Regions from separate parts of the Mus musculus genome. Here region 2 is linked to region 1. A link is a contact called in public HiChIP or PLAC-seq data. All regions are on one chromosome and are shown on one strand. Each heading gives the region's core, a stretch centred on a gene start, on an enhancer-like site or on the middle of the called end of the contact. The rest is flanking DNA. Distances are from core to core; before and after follow the strand shown. Region 1 has its middle 24 kb from the start of Gm34952. Region 2 has its middle 56 kb from the start of 1700006J14Rik.

Region 1 (2,824 bases), core at 109-2,608:
AAACTTATAACTTCTGTTCATACTTTAAATGAGATATAATTCTAATAACTTATTTTGCTGTTTTATTTTGGTTTTTTGTTTGTTTTTTTGTTTTGTTTTGGGTTTTCTGTTTGTTTGTTTGTTTGTTTGTTTGTTTGTTTGTTTGTTTTAGACAGGGTCTCTCTAGTTTTGTTCTGGAACTCAATATGTAACCCAAACTAGCCTTAAACTCATGATCTGCCTGACTCTGGCTCCTAGTGGCTGGGATGAAAGGCACATAGCACCATGTCCAGCTGGGATGATCCTAAGTTAGTCTTTTCTCTTTTGCTGCAACAACAACAACACAACAAAATACCCCAGGCTGGGTATTTTATAGAGAAATAAGGGTTATTTGACTAAAAGTTATGAAAACTGAAATCCCAAGATCAGGCAACTTCTTTGGTTTGGGCTCTGAGGAGCCTTAAGCTCGTCACCTCATGGACGGCTGAAAGGAAACGCACGTGGGAGAGGGAGCAGTTATATGATGACATAGGAAGCTAGACAAGATCAGGACCACAACTCATCTCGTCAGAACTAACCAGGGTTCCACAAGAACCACCTTAACCTAGCAGGTTTTGAGACTGGTGTCCCAAAGACCTAATTACCTCCAGGTAGGGTCTGCGTACCCCCATCCACATTGGTACCGTAAGGCCCAGGCACCACTGGACGACAAATCCTGTGTAAGGCAGAGCAGTTGATGTCTTCCACCTTTGAGCAATTCCTGTCCAGTTTGCTCTCTTGCTCACAGCTCAGACTTTCATACCAGAAGATCACCAATGATTCCTCAGAGTGAGGAAACATTGTTAGGGTGGAGAAAGCTGTGAGCCTGAGTTGTTTAGTGGCAGTCTCAGGGCTTCTGTGTTCTCCCTTGTATGTATAATATGTATCTTAGTGCTGCCGACTAAGTTTAACCTATTCCTTTTAAAGGACTCGAAGTTATGCTGAGACACGCCCCCTCCCCGTAACCCCCCCTCCCCCATCTTTTCTTGGAGTGTTTTACCTACAGAAAACCACAGCCAATCAAAATGCTGAACTGTGGAGCACAGCCTTAATATTTTTAAGTGTGTGAAAAAGAATGTTTAGAGAGCCTCATGCAAAAAGCTGTTTCGCTTGAACTCAACATCTCCAAACACACAGCCACAGTTAGTTATGCACCGGGAACACACCATCACCCTCCCCGAAATCTCACACTGTAGTTGATTATAAGTATAAATCAATACATGTACCCCGCAGATCGATGGCGAAGAGCCTTAACGATTCCCGCAAAGCCGCCTTTATAGAGTGGAGGAGAATACACAGCTGACAGGGAACCGCTGGGTTATGGCGACCACCCAGGTGGTGCCAGAAGTTGGAAGTAACCCTCCTCCCCCCTGCCCTCCATCAACGCAGCTCAGAACGAATTGGCTTTTCAGGAATGCTGAGAGAAAAGGAAAAGCCGGCCAAATCTTCCCGGCAGAAGTAGTTCCGATCCGGGGATTAGAGTCTGTCAATTAGGGGTGTCCGAATGGGACGGAGGGAAGAAAGAAGGAAGTGCTGCTTAAGTGTCAGGGGAGACTCTTATTTATTTTTATTTTGATTTGATTTTATTTTATTTTTAGGAGGGGGAGCAAGCGCTGGGAACGATTTTTCTTATTCTGCTTGGAAAGGAGTCAGTCCTGATCCAGATTTCCTTCCGGAAGAAACGAATCAAGGACCTTGCTGGCGGAGGGTTGGGAATGGGGGTGGGGGACAACCCTAGGTGGCCCGAGCGTGGTACGGCCTTGTCAGAGGCTATTGTACGGCTAGACCCAAGGCCGTTTCGGTACCCACGCAGCCACTTGCAGGACCGAGCGTGTCTGGATGAGCCAACTGGCCTCCCTCCGCGCCGAGCGCCCCAGCCGTCTGCTCTGCGCACGGGGTCAGGGGGCCCGCGCCGGCAGGGGCGCCTTTGAAGTCTCGGCAGCAGACTGGGTGGGAGATGGATGACCTAGGAGGGACAGGGACGAAGGGGCCCAGCCTGGTTCCCACGATCCGCGGCTCGAGGGGCCACCGCGCAATGCGGGCCGTTGCTGGGGCAGAATGAGAATGAGAGCACGTGGGTGATCTCGGAAAATGCGCGCGCGGGGATATGATCCCTAAATGTGAGCCAGGAGATTTAGCGCATGACGAACCCTAGGGAACGCACAGAAGGCGGCCACCACCGGGAGGGAGGAGGCTGTGACTCTAGGTAGCCTCGGTGAGAGTGAAGGTGGTGTACGTAAGAGGACCCGGAGTAGGATGGAGAGTGTCCTACTGGTTAGGGGGTGGGGTAGGTGTACGTCAGGAGAGGGGACCCGGCAGCGTGCGGGCTCCATGCTGCTGTGCAGATCGGTGTAGCCGTGGGTGCAAGCAGAGAAAAGGCGACCCCGACAGAGGCACGGGGCCCCTGGCCTGGACCGCTGGGCGGCGTCTGCGGAGCATCTGAGCTCAGCCTCCGGGAGCGGGGTTGGAGGGACTAGTTGCAGAGCAGCGACGCCAATGAAGTTGGTAACTTTTTCCCAAAGAGGAAAAAGAAACCGCCAAACAAGGGTCCCCTAGAAGGGTGGGAGCAGTGGCCCAGTTGCCGATAGACTCCACCCCCTCCAGACTCCGCCCCCCTCAGACTGAGGGGCGCCCGGCCTGCAGCCAATGGGCAAATCTACGTTAGGCGTGACTTTGTGGTTCGACCTGAGCCAGGCATGGAGCTGGCTGGTTTCACCTAGTCCAGACTTTGGGTCTGGAGAGAGCTGAAGGTGCTGACTGGCAAGTCAGGGAGCCTGCATCCTCCCGTGGCTTCCTCCAGCCTTTT
Region 2 (2,824 bases), core at 123-2,622, 240 kb before region 1:
ACCGAAGTGAAAGTCGGGTGCACATGACAACCCAGGACTCTATTTCTCTGAGTGTAATATATTTCTGATTCTTTCAATGAGTACGTTGTAAGAAAATACCCAGCGTGATGTTTGTGCTGCCCAGGGCTCCTCAGAATTTGAAATCTCCCAGTGTGCATATTGAGTTTCCTCTTTTCTGTCAACAAGGGGGATAGTTCTTCGAGTCAGCTCTCCCACAGTCTCTACCAGTAAATATTTCCAGTGGTGAATGGTTCCAGCAGTGTTTTAGGGTTTTACTGCTGTGAACAGACACCATGTCCAAGGCAACTCTTATAAGGAGAGCATTTAATTGGGGCTGGCTTACAGGTTCAGAGGTTCCGTTCATTATCATCAAGGCATGGCATGGCAGCATCCAGGCAGGCATGGTGCAGGAGGAGCTGAGAGTTCAACATCTTGTTCTGAAGTCAAACAGGAGAAGATGGGCTTCCAGGCAGCTAGGATGAGGGTCCAAATTATTTATTTATTTATGTGAGTACACTGTTGCTGTCATCAGACACACCAGAAGAGGGTATCTCATCTCATTACAGATAGTTGTGAGTCACCACGTGGTTACTGGATATTGAACTCAGGACCTCTGGAAGAGCAGTTGGTGCTCTTAACTGCTGAGCCATCTCTCCAGCCCTAGGATGAGGGTCTTAAAGCCCACACTCACAGTGACACACTTCCTTCAAAAAGGTCTCACCCACGCCAACAAGGCCACACCTCCAAATAGTGCCACACACTCCCTGGGCCAAGCATATTCAAACCACCACAAGCATGGCCCATCATTTCTTGTATTTTGCCACAGTGATTTTTTTTCTTACCGTCCAATCCTATCTGTTTAGAATAGTTCTTATACAATCTGTGAAACATCTGGTTGTCACTCTTCCTGGATTTATCTTGCAGCCAAGCGGTTGGACCATCTGCAAGTCTTACCTTCTTTTAAATCACTTAAAATCTTTCTGATGTCTACCAGTTTTCACGCACAACTCACAGTATATTAGCTGCTGCTCTCTTGTGGCTCTCTGTGTGTGATAAGAAGAGCGCTCTAATAGTTCCCTGTCTTGGAGTTTTTTGCTGACCTTTACTTCTTACTCAGAGATAGATGTTCGCTTCCCAAGTTTTTTTTTTTTTTTTTTTGGTCATCCTCCCCATTCAGTATCATGTCTTCTTCTGCAATGGTTTTGTTTTATTTTTTGCTTTTATTCGTGAGGCAGGGCCTTACTATGCACATTAGACTGGCCTGGAACTCACAGACACCCTCTGCCTTTTCTCTGTTGGGATTAAAGTGTGTACCACAATGCTCCCTTTAGCTTTAAATTTTTTTTTTAGGAGCAGTGTATCTCAGGGTTATGTGTTAGTGACTCACAGACAGGCTGCATTCTTTGCTGGGTTTGCAAAGTATAATTGCAGAATGGGTGAGGGTAATTCATTTGACATATGTAATAATGGTTTAAATTTGCACTGTTTGAAGTCTTTAGTGAATGCAAACAGCTGCTCAATGTGTGTGTGTGTGTGTGTGTGTGTGTGTGTGTGTGTGTAAATGATCATGTTTTGTGTGAAAATGACTTAGGCAAATAAATTTTTCTTTAAAAGTTACAGAATGCTCATTCTTCAATGGGCTTCTGTTGTCTGAAACTTACAACTTGAAACCTATGATGTCAGTCAAAGGCATTAAAGAAGTAATTTTCCAGCAACAAGGTATGAGTGATAAGGTGTCCTTTTCTTTAAGACTCATCTGCATCCCAGAGGTAGAACTCTCCCAAACTAGGGCTTTCTGGGAGTGAGTCAGAGTCGGTCTGCCTCTTCCTTCTGTGCTCATGATTCAGAGCCTCGTGAGTCAGTGGCCACCTCGTAATGAGGACACTCAAGGTCACCTTGGGGACAGTGTTCCGAGTCTGACTTGAATTTGGAGGAACTGACTTGTTCAGTGTCAGAGGGGGCCATGCCTCCCAGCTCTGGTACCCCGCCTGAAGCTCATCAGCCCTCCCATGCATGCCCTTTCCTTTGCATAACAGGTTTCTAGGCACTTTCATCCATCAATGTTAAAAGTGTCTTTCCTGATGGATTACTCATTTATACATTTGAATTAAGATTTTTTTTCATTACCCAGTTCTATCACAGCTGGCATAATGAGCAATGTCAAGTTCTAAAACTATATTGTGACAACACTTTAACTTGTTATGCTTTGCCTGTGGATGTAATTAAGGCAGCGTGTTTGGTATCAGTTTATTCTTAAAAAGCAAAGTAGAAGCAGATGAGATGTATTTATAGACTCATCAAACAATGAATGGATGAAAGCAGAAAAGCAATGAATGGGGAGATGTCAGCCAGGATGGAGGAGGGACCCACTGCCAATCTCATTTCCAGACCAACTATTTGGAATTTATTCCAAAGACAGCTGTCCCTTGATTTACAGTAGGGAGAAAATGACATTTGTAAGACTATCGTACCATACTTCAATAAACTTCTACAGTTGGGGTGGGGGCTAGCTTCAGTTTCTGTGGTCAGAACCCCACCTGGAGGAAGCCAGGAAAAAAAAAATCTGGGGAACGAAGGAAAATCCTTAGGAAACACAGGAGGGTTGCAATGTGGTTCTAGCCCCCGAGAGCTATTCTGATTTGTAGCCAAAGCTACATGAGGGTGGGGGAGGGGAGTGGGTCATGGTGCAGAAAATGGACGGGAGAAGAGGATAGTGCAGAAGACAAAACCAGAGTATAAACCCCAGGGAATTCTGTTTTCGGAGCAGACAAAGAAGAAACATGGACTGCAGAGCTTGAGGCGCACAGATCCGTCTCTCTGTTTC

What was found. HiChIP or PLAC-seq counts read pairs in DNA pulled down with a chosen protein or histone mark.
Region 2: an H3K4me3 HiChIP or PLAC-seq map of bone marrow-derived macrophages shows a contact between it and region 1, with 4 times the contacts expected there. The contact joins two enhancer-like sites. A contact is called at or near these places in 1 of 15 datasets of contacts at CTCF or cohesin (embryonic stem cells), 12 of 484 Hi-C or Micro-C datasets (adipose-derived mesenchymal stem cells and embryonic stem cells), 12 of 115 datasets of contacts at active chromatin or transcription factors (bone marrow-derived macrophages, craniofacial prominence, embryonic basal ganglia and 5 more) and 2 of 9 other capture datasets (embryonic stem cells and embryonic tail).

What each region holds. Positions count from the first base shown.
Region 1 is chr10:120,550,678-120,553,501 of GRCm38.p6, forward strand. No RefSeq gene overlaps it. Among named protein-coding and RNA genes, the nearest start is that of Gm34952, 24 kb to the left of the region's middle. RefSeq lists an enhancer at 1,281-2,824. Within about 2 kb of position 1,359, at least 93 of the 459 cell types and tissues checked have an H3K27ac peak or open chromatin away from gene starts, as enhancers often do. A contact at or near this core is called in bone marrow-derived macrophages, where this site is marked.
Region 2 is chr10:120,307,054-120,309,877 of GRCm38.p6, forward strand. No RefSeq gene overlaps it. Among named protein-coding and RNA genes, the nearest start is that of 1700006J14Rik, 56 kb to the right of the region's middle. Within about 2 kb of position 1,373, at least 47 of the 459 cell types and tissues checked have an H3K27ac peak or open chromatin away from gene starts, as enhancers often do. A contact at or near this core is called in bone marrow-derived macrophages, where this site is marked.